Regions from separate parts of the Hordeum vulgare genome. Here region 2 is linked to region 1. Evidence: chromatin contacts called from public Hi-C data. All regions are on one chromosome and are shown on one strand. The core of a region is the stretch at or near the end of the contact, and the rest is flanking DNA. Distances in the headings are between cores, read along the strand shown.

Evidence for each region. A called contact is a pair of places that touch in the nucleus more often than the background predicts.
Region 2: a contact with region 1 is called in a Hi-C map of leaf, with 3 times the contacts expected there. The contact joins the enhancer-like site here to the promoter of LOC123397659 in region 1. A contact is called at or near these places in 3 of 6 Hi-C or Micro-C datasets (leaf and seedling) and 1 of 1 datasets of contacts at active chromatin or transcription factors (embryo).

Annotation. Positions count from the first base shown.
Region 1 is chr5H:268,776,162-268,781,834 of MorexV3_pseudomolecules_assembly, reverse strand. LOC123397659 (putative HVA22-like protein g) reads left to right here and starts at 1,992. Exons shown (of 6, transcript XM_045092195.1): 1 at 1,992-2,296; 2 at 2,425-2,523. The coding sequence starts at 2,265.
Region 2 is chr5H:268,995,014-269,000,846 of MorexV3_pseudomolecules_assembly, reverse strand. No RefSeq gene overlaps it. Among protein-coding and RNA genes, the nearest start is that of LOC123397659, 220 kb to the right of the region's middle. Within about 2 kb of position 3,571, at least 1 of the 3 cell types and tissues checked has open chromatin away from gene starts, as enhancers often do. A contact at or near this core is called in leaf, where this site is marked.

The DNA.
Region 1 (5,673 bases), core at 743-3,242:
TGGTGGCGTGTGGCAGCACAATAGCACGGGCACGCTCCTCCTCCTCCAACTCCCGTCGTTCCTCCTCCGCCTCCTTCTCCAACTCCATCAGCCGAAGGCCTTCGACGCGCTCCGCCCGCAGGTGCTGCGTCCTCCAGTGCTCGAGGTAGGCTTGCTCCTACTGCGTGTCGCACCCAGCCAGATGGGCGACGCACTGACAAACCCGCTGACGATGCCCGTCCACTGGTAGACCTCCCGCGGCTGCGGCTCTGTGGGCTCGGGCTTCGGCGGAGGTGGCATGACGCAATTGCCGGCAGCCGACAGCGCGATAGCCGCCGTGGGCTGCTGCTGGTACGCCGCCTCCTTGTCGGCCCTGCGCCGCACTTCCTCCTCGCTGTCGCAAAGAACAGCTGGCAGCGCCATCTGGTAGGCAGCCTCAACCTCCTGGTCCTCATCACTGACGACAGGCGGGGGCGATGGAGGGCCTCCTGGCTACACGTCGTGCACGCCACGACGGCGCTGCTCCTCGTGTCCAGCGAACTAGAGCTCCCAGTTGGGGGAGTCGGGCGCGTATGCAGGGTGTCGCCGCTGCTCCGTCGTCAGCAGACGCCGACGGTGGCTCACCTCCTCCACGTGCACCCGCGCCGACCGCGGCACGGCCGGCAACGAGATCCTCTCCGGATCCAGATGCCAGCCGTGCGGCAGGGTGACGTCGGGGTAAGGCAGCGGCACGTGGTGCTCTCAGTGCCACCGTGCTTGGTGCACCGGGACGCTCACACGCTGACGAGGCCGACGAGGAGATGGCGTGGGGATAGAGCGGGGCCTTGCCCTTGTTTGGGAAGCCGCCGGCCATGGTGCTAGGGTTTGCTCGCCGAGGAGGTGGCGAGATGGGGACGGGCGGGTTGTGGAAGCATATGACGGAACCCACCGCACGCGGGGATTAAAAAAGCCGACAACAGTTGCTGACGTGTGGACCCGAGGATGGCGGCCGTCATAAATAATGTTGAGCGCGGTGGTTGGGACGGACACTGAAAGGGCGCGCGCGTCCGTGCCGACGCATTTCAGTCCCAAATTTGGGTCGGAAATGGATCAGCGCGGACGCGATTTGAAAATGGGTTGGCGCGTTGGCCCATCATTTTTGTCCGCGCGGATCCAAACGGACGGCGGCGGACGAAATAGATCATCCAATTAGAGTTGCTCTAAGGCTAGTCATAGTAGGAAGTAACTTAAACTAGTAACATACATATATTACTAATCTATGTTATCACCTTCACAGTGGGTAATATGAGTTTCAATTGTAGGGATATATATCCGGTGCACCCACGCTTATGATGCTACCGGTGTAGCTGATGCCTTAGAGTGTTTTAAAAAATCTAAAAAAAATCTAGCACGTCAATGCAACATCAATGTATAAAATTTCGTATAAAAATTTAAAATATTTTCAAGATATTTTTTCTTGAGAGGAAAATATTTTTAAAATATAAAAATGATAAATTTAACATTAGTTTGATAATGGATCAAATTTAAAAGCCTAAATTATGTGATGTATTATCTGGCGTTGAATTTGTCATTTTTGTTTTTGAGTTATGTTTCGAATTTTCCTTGAGATTTTATAGCAACCTACAGTAATATTGTGAGTGTGCTATTTTTTAAAACATTTTATTTGCACAATGTGAGTTTGGTACCGATAGCATCACAAATTCCGGTGCACCGAATATTTTCGCCCGGTTGTAGATGCTACCTCATCAAAAGCACGCAACAAGTTGACGAGAGAGTTTTGACGAGTCTATCCGTCCATGGAAGCATGTGAGGCACGGAAGCCAAGGTCCAAGGCAGAAACGAAATAAATTCCGCAGCAATACTCATCGTCTTACCCACACGCGACCACCTCCCGCAGCATCTGCGTGTGGCCCCCACCGGATCATCCACCGCAAAGCGGCAAACGTGACGGAAGATACCGGGCCCGAGCGGGGCGGTGGCCTCCACCCCCCTCCGCAGTCAACAAACAACGTCCGTCCGACTCGGCAACTTCCTACTTCCTCCAGTCGCGAGTCGTCTTCTCCATCTCCCGCAACACCTTCTTCCTCGCCCCCCTCCCGCCCGCCTTCTCCGGTATTGTGCTCCTCCCCAAACCCCCGCTCGTGCCCCTCAAGGAGCACCAGCGACCGCAATTTGCATCCCACGCGGTGCAGCGGGGATCGATCACCACGCCGCGGAGCGTCCACGCGCGCACGACTCTGCCTCCGCGCCTGCATTTCTGATCCGGCTGGTCGGCGGCCGGCGAGATGTTGGGGGGCCTCCTGTCCAAGACCCTGCTGTGAGTCTCCGTTCCTTGCGTAGGAGGATGGCTGTTCGCCGCTGCGCTGGGCTGGGCGAACGGGCTCGTCCGCTCGTGGCGGTTTCTCTTTCTCCTGTCTCCTGATTTTTTCTCCGACGCCGACGCAGGCTGCTGTTCGGGTACGCGATGCCGGCGTTCGAGTGCTTCAAGACGGTCGAGGCGCGCCCCAACGACGCGCACATGCTCCGCTTCTGGTGCCAGTACTGGTGAGCCGTTCCTTCTTCTTCCTCCATTCCCTTCGAGTTAACTTTCAGTATTGACGCGAATCGATGTGAAGTCGGATGCACTACTTGGATACCATACTATCCTGTGCTACCATCGTGATGCCACCTTTAGTTCCCCCCCCCCCCCCCCCCCCCCGTAACTTGTTTACTCGTTAAGCATGATATTAGTTCTTTATTTGTGTATCTAGACGAAAGTTCATGTTAATGATAGTGCCAACTTCAATAGCTGACTCACTTTTGCTTTTCCATTGGGTTACATGCGTTTTTTGTTTTGTTTCCACGTGTTATATGTTGGCTGTTATGCGGATGATGGCACCACGATCCTGCCTTGTGCTTGCAATAGACTTTTAACCCTCTTAAGCTGCAGCATTAGGATTCACGGTTCTATGCTTATTTCTTTTGTCTCGACGAAATGGTTGTAAGTTCTGGTACAGTTTCAGATTGGTATCGTACGAAAAGGCGCCGAGCTGCATGATCAGTAATTTCTATGCAGGGTGTTTGATCAGAAATCAATGCTCCAAACTAGAGGTCCCGGAGATTATTATTTTTTATATGATTTTCTTCTTTGTATATAGTTGTTACTAAGGGCTGAAACCAAACAGGGTTTAGTTTGTACCTATGCTTAAAAGGGAACATGTTCATGTACCATCTAAATCCATGTGTCTTTGCAAGTAAATAATTATTGGCATGCAGGAAAACAATACATTATTATTGCTGCGAGTTGGTAACACCCTTCATGCCTGACTTAGCAATTGGTAACTACTCCCTCCGTCCACAAATAAGTGTACATATAGATTTGTACTTAGTCAAACTTTTTAAAATTTGACCAACTTTATAAAAAATACTAGCAACATATATGGCATGAAAATTATATATTTGGAAACTTCATATAAAGATAAATCTATTGATACTAATTTTATGTCATAAATGCTAGCACCTTTTTCAATAAATAGTCAAAGTTTAACTAGTTTGACTGACAGAAAAGGAAAAAATACACTTATTACCGGACGGAGGGAGTACCATTCTAGACGTCTCACTTTACCCATTTTAACTGTTCCAATTTTCCCCAATTATTTTTCCGCCGTCCAAATGCCATGCTGGTCGGAGTGGCAGCCGCCGTGCAGCCACCACGCCCGGCTGCACTTCTTCTCCTCCTTAATCATCTTCTTGCCCACGCGTAGAAGGATGGATGTGTGGTGTGCAGCGGCGTTGGGAGAGGGGAGGAGTGGGTGTGGATAGGGTTTGCGGAGGAGGCCGGCAGGCTTTAAAGCCAGGGTAGGTTTCTCGGGCGGCGGGCAGCCATGAATGCAGGTAGGCGGGAGGCCGGTGCAGCCGGTTGGAATGCGCGGAGGGTTCTAGAGTGGCCAGATAGTGTTTTTGGGGTGGGACCGAAGCGTTGGAGTCCGATGTGGCGGACGTCTGGAATCCCCTAGAGCTCCCCCCCGATTTTGGGCCGGTCTGTGGGATTTTGAATGTTCGGACCAGTCCGGCCAGTTTTGGTGATCCGTATTGGATGGCTAAAAGTGTCCGGACGGTCCGGTGCGGACATTTGCGGGCATTTGGTTGACCTGCGCTGGAGATGCCCTTATTGTCTTTCTTTGTTTTGTTTTGTGAATAATGCCCTTATTGCCTATTCAAGTGAATACAGATCATACAACTTCCATGTTCCTTCATTGTTCCATTCCTTTCAGAAGATTTACATGCATTTCACTTAAATTACCGTCGGCTCCATGGAGCCTTGTATCGCCTTTTCCTTTTTGTGCATGTTTTCACTGTTGCCCGAGCAGAAATTTTATTTTATTTCCTGCACTTGGGCATGATGTATGGACGTGGTGGTTTTCTTTATATATAATAAAGCGGGGCGAAAGCCTGTTTCGATCGTTTCACTTAATTACCCAAAATTATAGTATTGTTTGCAAGTTGGTCACTTGAATTCTGACCAAGGCCTCGGATGCATAAACATGTTTTATTGTACTTAATCTGTACCGCTTACTCTTAATGAGGATGCTCTATCCCCTATGCACAATTATGAAATGGATTTTAGTGAGCCTATTAGATTTGATTCTTGGCCGACCCAGTAGGCATTAATTTAGTGTATATCGAGAAGATATTGCCCCCTTACCTAGGAATGTTTGAAAGAACAAGTGGTGCTTTTTGAGACCATAGCCCGTGTTTCTGATTTATATCCCAGAATTGAATTGCCTTTGATAGACTCATAGCAATCTAGTATCAATTAGACATTGCAACGCATCTGAAATTTCTAACGAACCAGGTTGTCGAATACAAGCTATTGGACAGTTGCACTTATTTTTTTGGGAAATTAGACATTTGCACTTGCTACTAGTCAGTGTACCCTTAAGGGTTCCCTAAACCAGTTTTGGGTCTAACTTATTAGTTACAAATTTTAACATTTTATTATGATATCATTGGTCAGTTCAAGCCGTCTTTGTTGTTGGAGTTTCGGTGCAGCTAAGATTAATAACTAGTATCTGGGCGTTTACAGATTTTCTATACTATACCTATTTCTATTTGTTACACTATTTCATTTATGTAAGCCCACTTAGCTTGGAGTAGTGCATCACAAGTTACCCAGCTTGAGTTTTTGAGTCGATCAATAGCTTGTGCAGTTTCTTAGTCTTCTGTCCACATCTACATGCGCGTTGAGGAAATATTCCAAATATCTATGGCAATCCATAGCATATCTCGCCCATCATTTGATTGATTTTCCACAAGGAATGCTTCCACATATGTTATTTTACTTTTCTGTTCCAAGAATTGAACACGACTGGACTGGGTCAATGACCAACTAAACTGGAATGCTTCCACATATGTTATTTTAATTTTCTGTTCCAAGACTTGAACATGACTGGACTGGGTCAATAACCAAATAAAATATGAAAATTTCTAAGACTACTATATTTACTTGATCAGTTAATTGACTTATAAGAAGACATATTCAAATTATGATATACATTTCCTAAATTGCAGTAATATTTGTGTGTTATTACCTAACATGAAGCTATTAGAAAAACATGTCAAGAAACTTCCCAGTAATTGAAGAGTACTGTTAAAAAGGGAGAAGGGGGGGGGGGGGGTTATTAATGCACATACGAAACAAATGCTTTGGACTAC
Region 2 (5,833 bases), core at 2,322-4,821, 220 kb before region 1:
TGGCAGGCGGCCTACCTACATAAAAATAAGACCGTACACCAAGTTTCAACCCAATCGAAGAATATTTTATACGCACTTTTAAAAACAATACTTTATCAATGCCGCGGGCGCGTGCCTGTGTGGTTGGTATCAAAACGATCAACGACGAACACAGAGAGAACCGGCAACTAATAACGGATGTAGTTTTGAAAACCGACGGCAACGAAGTACCGATGCAATGCGGATGATGTGCATGATGCGATGATGAGTGCGACAAATAAATAGTCACAGGGCAGCAACGGAATAAAAGGAGAATCTTCTGGAGCGTCGGTCTTGGGCTATCACAGGCGCCTCCTCTCCACTATCGTCGGACCCGAACTAGCCTCCTGATCATCTTCCAGACATGGCCCCCTTGTATTTGTTTTTCCTTAGGGCTTCTTGAGCTGGTGTCCTCAACAGAACCCTATTTGGAGTCCTTCGTTTGTGTGTGTGTCCTTGTTTGGTGTATGTCGGATTGTTGTCTTGTTGGGCCTTTGTTGCGGCTATGGCGGTTTGATTTATTTATAAAGTGAGATCAAAGCCTTCTCAGTAAGGAGGGAAGATTTGTCTATTTCGTTGCTCTAGCTAGCCGAAGTGTCGTTGTTGTAACTAAAAAGGAGTGCATGTGGTGTATATCAGAGCAAGTACAATAATCCTATTGAGCACGGTATAAGGGAGTACACATCAGCAAAAACCTGAGCTGGAGAAAAAAAACAAAGGAGAGAGAAGGGGCGGGCTCTTCGTGAATAGCCGGGCTAAGACACATAATGCGAGAACGTGCAGCCTGCTTGCAGCCCGATGCGAGCGCTAGCACCGCCGCTTTCGATCCCATGCATCTCGCGTGCTTCTCCTTCCCCCTCTGCGCGCGAAATCCATCCTTGACTTGCTCTAAATCACTTTCTGCGCCCAAATCCAAGTTGTAAAGCCTCCATCTTTCCCAAATCGCCATCACTCCCGAAGCCTAGAATAGCCACCTGTGCCGCATCAACGAGATGGGTGAGCAGTCCAAAAGGACGCGTGCTCCGGCGCCTCAGCTCGTCCCGCCGTCGCTTCCTCAGTTTGTTCGCCCGTCGGTTTTCAGTCAATAGAAATGAGTATAGCACGGGTTACTACCTTGCTGATGTTATATACCCAGAGTGGACTGCCTTCATGAAGACCATACCACTTCCCCAAACAGATAAACATAAGTTATTTTCCAAGCACCAAGAAGGGGCAAGGAGAGATGTGGAGGGTGTTTTTGGAGTATTGCAGTCCCGTTTTACCATTGTTCACCGGTCTGCACGGCCATAGCACATAAAGAGTGTTGGAAGGATCATGTGAGCATGTATGATTCTTCACAATATGATAGTCGAAGATGAGAGAGATCAAGTTAACGTTCATATTGACTTGAATGAGATTCCGGGGGCTTCATTTGCTCTACCTCTTGAAGTGAATGTTGGTGGTAATCTTTGTTTTGCTGATGTACTACGTAGAAAAGCTACTACTATTCGTGCTCGTCCACAACATACCCAACTTAAAAATGATTTGGTTGAGCATATTTGGAGTAGGTCTCGAAATAATCATCACAATTAGTCACGGCAGGATATTGATATTTGCATGTTACTATTCATTTTTTCTTCAAGTAACATTGAGGATCAACATGATATCTTACGTGTATTTTATTCCAGGACAATGCTATGATATGGTGATTGTTGCAGTGGCCATCAAGATCAAAATAAATGGATGGTTTACGAGAGATGTTACCTATGTTTGGTTTACGCTTTCTTATGAAGACTCGAGTAATGTTTAAGTATCATGCCATGCTGCTATGTGCCATCAGTTTGTTGATTATTCTTGTACAGGTCGAAATAATCGGCTTGTTGCTGGAGGTGTTATTTTTTATGTTTGTAATGCTTCCCTATGCAGACTTAAGTAATGTTTAAGTGTATTGTCATGGTGTTAGTGTACATTTGTTTGATGTTGCTTACTAATTTAGCTGAATGTCATATTTGTATGTTGATTGAGAAATGAGATGGCTACAAAGATGTAATTTATGTTGGATCACAATAGGTGACATGCACAGTATTTATTACAATCAGTTTTGTAGCCAATCTAAGGCCCTGTTTGTTTTAGAAGTTTTAGGACTATTTTTAGTCCCAACTAAAAAGTCCCTAGTCCCTACTCGTTTGTTTTCCATGGACTAAACAGGGACTAAATGTCATTAAATGACATGCAAAAAGACCATGTTACCCCTAGTAATATACTATAAGTTATTAAATGACATGCTAAAAGTAGGTGTAATGTTGAAAAAAGTGTCAAAAAGTCCCAAAAAGACCCTTCCATAGGGACTTCTTCTTTAGTCCCAAATACCCCTTTTAGTCCCTAAAAGTCCCTCCTGTTTGTTTCACATGGGACTAAAAGGGACTTTTTTTAGTCCCTACACCAAAAAGTCCCTGGAAACAAACACCCCCTAAAAGCTAGCCTATTGTATGGATGAAGACTTTGGTCCAGTTCGTTTGGCCGTTTCTCCAAGAATCGACCATCCGCCCAGCTTTTTTCAAAATCTTGAATCCATATTTTTTTGACAATTCTATCTAGTTAGGATGTAATAAGGATTGTAAATAATATAGGGATACAAGATTTTGGAAAATGTTGGGTAAAGGGTTGGTTGACTTGGTTCTGAAGATTCTTATAGAATTGACAAAAAAACAAAGCCTTTATGTGACGTGGCAATGGTTATAGCCAGCAGCCGGATGTGCTGTTAACCATGCTCTCATGTTACCGCAGTTCGGGCTGCAGAAATTTTGTCCAAAGATTCTGCAACAGTTATGAACCTGGTAGCAGGGTGGTGCTGCAACTTCGTGGAGCATCTTCAGACTAGCAGTAGTGCTAGCATTTACCTCTTGCGAATTCAAGGCACCACTTCAACACTCACCTACCCGAATATCTGGCAAAAAAGAAAAGAACTGTTGCCGTAGAGTTCTATGCACAGTTTGACGCTTCTCCGGTCTCCCAAGCGATGACAAAAATATGCTAGCGAACACTTTTCTGAATATGGACTGACATACTGAAACTCTGGAAGTGAAAAACAGGATACCTGAAGGTTATTATGTATGATGCTAACTCTGAAATCCATAGACTGCCTAATTCACACCAACGAGTAAAATCTTCTTGTGCTTCTGGCCTCCATAGTAGCAACAAAGAGTGCTAAATTATTGGCATGGGTAGAAACTGTTACGGTTAAGAAATTACAACCTTGCATTCTTTTCCCTTTCTTCAATGTTGCCAGACGTCATGGTTATACTGTGAGTCTGTGAAGTTCTTCAATTCCTTGTTGATGGCTGGTTTCTGGAGCAGCTATTGATACGACCATAATTGCGATGTAATGCGTTGCTGACCGCTGTGTGTCACGACCGAGTCATGACCTACGCTTGCGTTGCTGACCGCTGTGTGTCACGACCGAGTCATGACCTACGCTTGCGTTGCGTTGCTGACCGCAGTAGTAATGCTTGGCAGGTTGCGCTTCAGTTACGCCAGGAGTAATTACATGATTCATGACGAGTGAATGCGAGTGGAGGAGTGTTAGTTAGGCTTTGGTTTTGGGCTGGCTACCTGAGGCTGTCAGTATGGTTACCTGGATCATCCTTGGGCGGGGCCGCAGGATACGATCGACATCAATGTCTCTGACTCGTCCAGCTGTGAAATTTGTTTCTAATTTTAGATTTTTTAAAGGAGGTTAAAGCCCCTGCATTAATTATTTCATAAAAATCTGAAAGAAGATACATCAATCCGAAGCCATTATTCATAATACAAACTCGATAATGTAAAGTGTTCGTACTCTTCATATCTAAAATTGATGTTATCGTCAATTTATCCATATAATGTATCGAGGCAACACTCGGTGTAGCAGATCTAAAACGCAAACCACATGCACACATTTTAAAAGCTTCACCATGACACCACTAACTTATCTTCACGAGAGAGATCCGCATCATCCTTGCCAGTCCGGACATCCGTCGATATCACCATAGCGTCGAACGGCGCCACCGCCTGCGCTTGCCCATCCAAACGCGAAGACTCACGAAGATATGTCGGCGTAGCATCTGCCAACGAGGCATTACTCGGCGTAGTACCTGTCGGCCACACATGACTTGACAGCTTCATCGAAGCTCCGTGCAAGATGAAGCCGCTCCACCTCCTGCCTTTGTCTTCCAGCGCTGCTCCACAAACGATGTTTTCAAGAGAGAAACGACACATCATTACCGACATCGTTCGATGTGGAAGACCAAATCTTAGAGTTTCCCCGAAGCGGCATGAGTGGGTCGACAACAGTTACACGACGATGCCTTTAACAAGGTACAGACGCAGAACGCCATCATCGTCCGCCAATGACTCGGTTTTAACCGGCAACTATGTCTTCCCAACTCGCGGCCGCGACTAGATGACGGATCTTGAGATCCGACTACCCAGCCTCAGGCCGACCACCTCCGACAAAAGAGGTGGCCACCACCGCCATGCCCAGGACCAAAGCCCTTGACATCCTCGTGTTGCACGTCGAGCCTAGTGGCACCATGTCGTTGACGGAACGGTACGCGTCAACAACTTGTGCGGCCCGCTGAAGCCCATCTGCGATCAGATCGGGCACCCCATGTCGTCGTCGCATGACCCGTTGCCATACTCCGCCGCCTGCATGCCGAAACTGGCCGTCGCCGCCCCGCGTCATTCCCTATATTCGGTAGGCAAGGATCGCTGCCCCCATGATCGGATCTGGCCGAGAAAAAACATTGCCGCAACCGCTCCGGCGAACAAGATTTGCGTGTGAGCTCCCGAAGGCGGCGAGATAAAGGAGATGGCGTTGGAGAGGACCGGAGAAAGGGGGCAGGGGAGCTCCGATGCGGCGAGACGGCGCCACACGGGAGCGGGAGGGGTGGGAGCATGATGGCTAGATGTGATGGGCACCGAACACTCTGACGCCGCCGGGCGCCTCCGTGAGATGCGATCTCACGATCTCTTTCCCACTTAGATTAACTACAACTCCCCGTTTCTAATTTTAGATGGAGCTCTTTTTGAGTTGGATGAAACTTTTATTTGTTGAGTAGTGAAGTATGAACCCTATGCTTGAGTAGTGAAGTCTGCAATTTTGGTATACTATATATGCACTCCAATTCATAGAATTGTGCTATGACACTTCTCTTTTTTCTCATGGAGTAGCAGTATTAGTTTCAGCGCGAACATGCCTAGGTTGTTCTTTCTCAGTCCACTGAGTCGGCCAAGAAAAATATTTACCTCGTTGGACAATAATAGGCCCAAATAGTCCAAAGAGAAGATCAAATGGATCTTATATAGGACCATTAAAAAGGGAGAGCAACTAGTTAGCAATCACTCATTCAAAAACCTTCCAGCAAGATATTTCCTATTCAACGCCACAAACATCATTTAACGTGCATTTTTGTTAACTCACGTTTGTGGCATTCGTTAATGGGCCGACCCATCTAGGCCCCAACTGATGATTTTTTTTGAAAATTTTATGAACTTTTTAAATATTGATGAACTTTTCTTAAATTTCAACGAATATATTTTAAGATTGATGAAATTTTCTCTGAAAATCAATGAACCTTTTCTAAAATATTAAACGTCTATGAACTTTTTTAAATATCGATGAACTTTTTTGAAATTTTATGAATATTTTTTTGAAAGCGGGTGATTTTTTATCAAAACCGATGAACTTTTTAAATATTTATGAACTTTATTTTAGTTCAATGAACTTTTTTTAAAATACACGAACATTTATGAATTTGTATGAACTTTTTTCAACTTCTATGAACTTTTTAAAGAC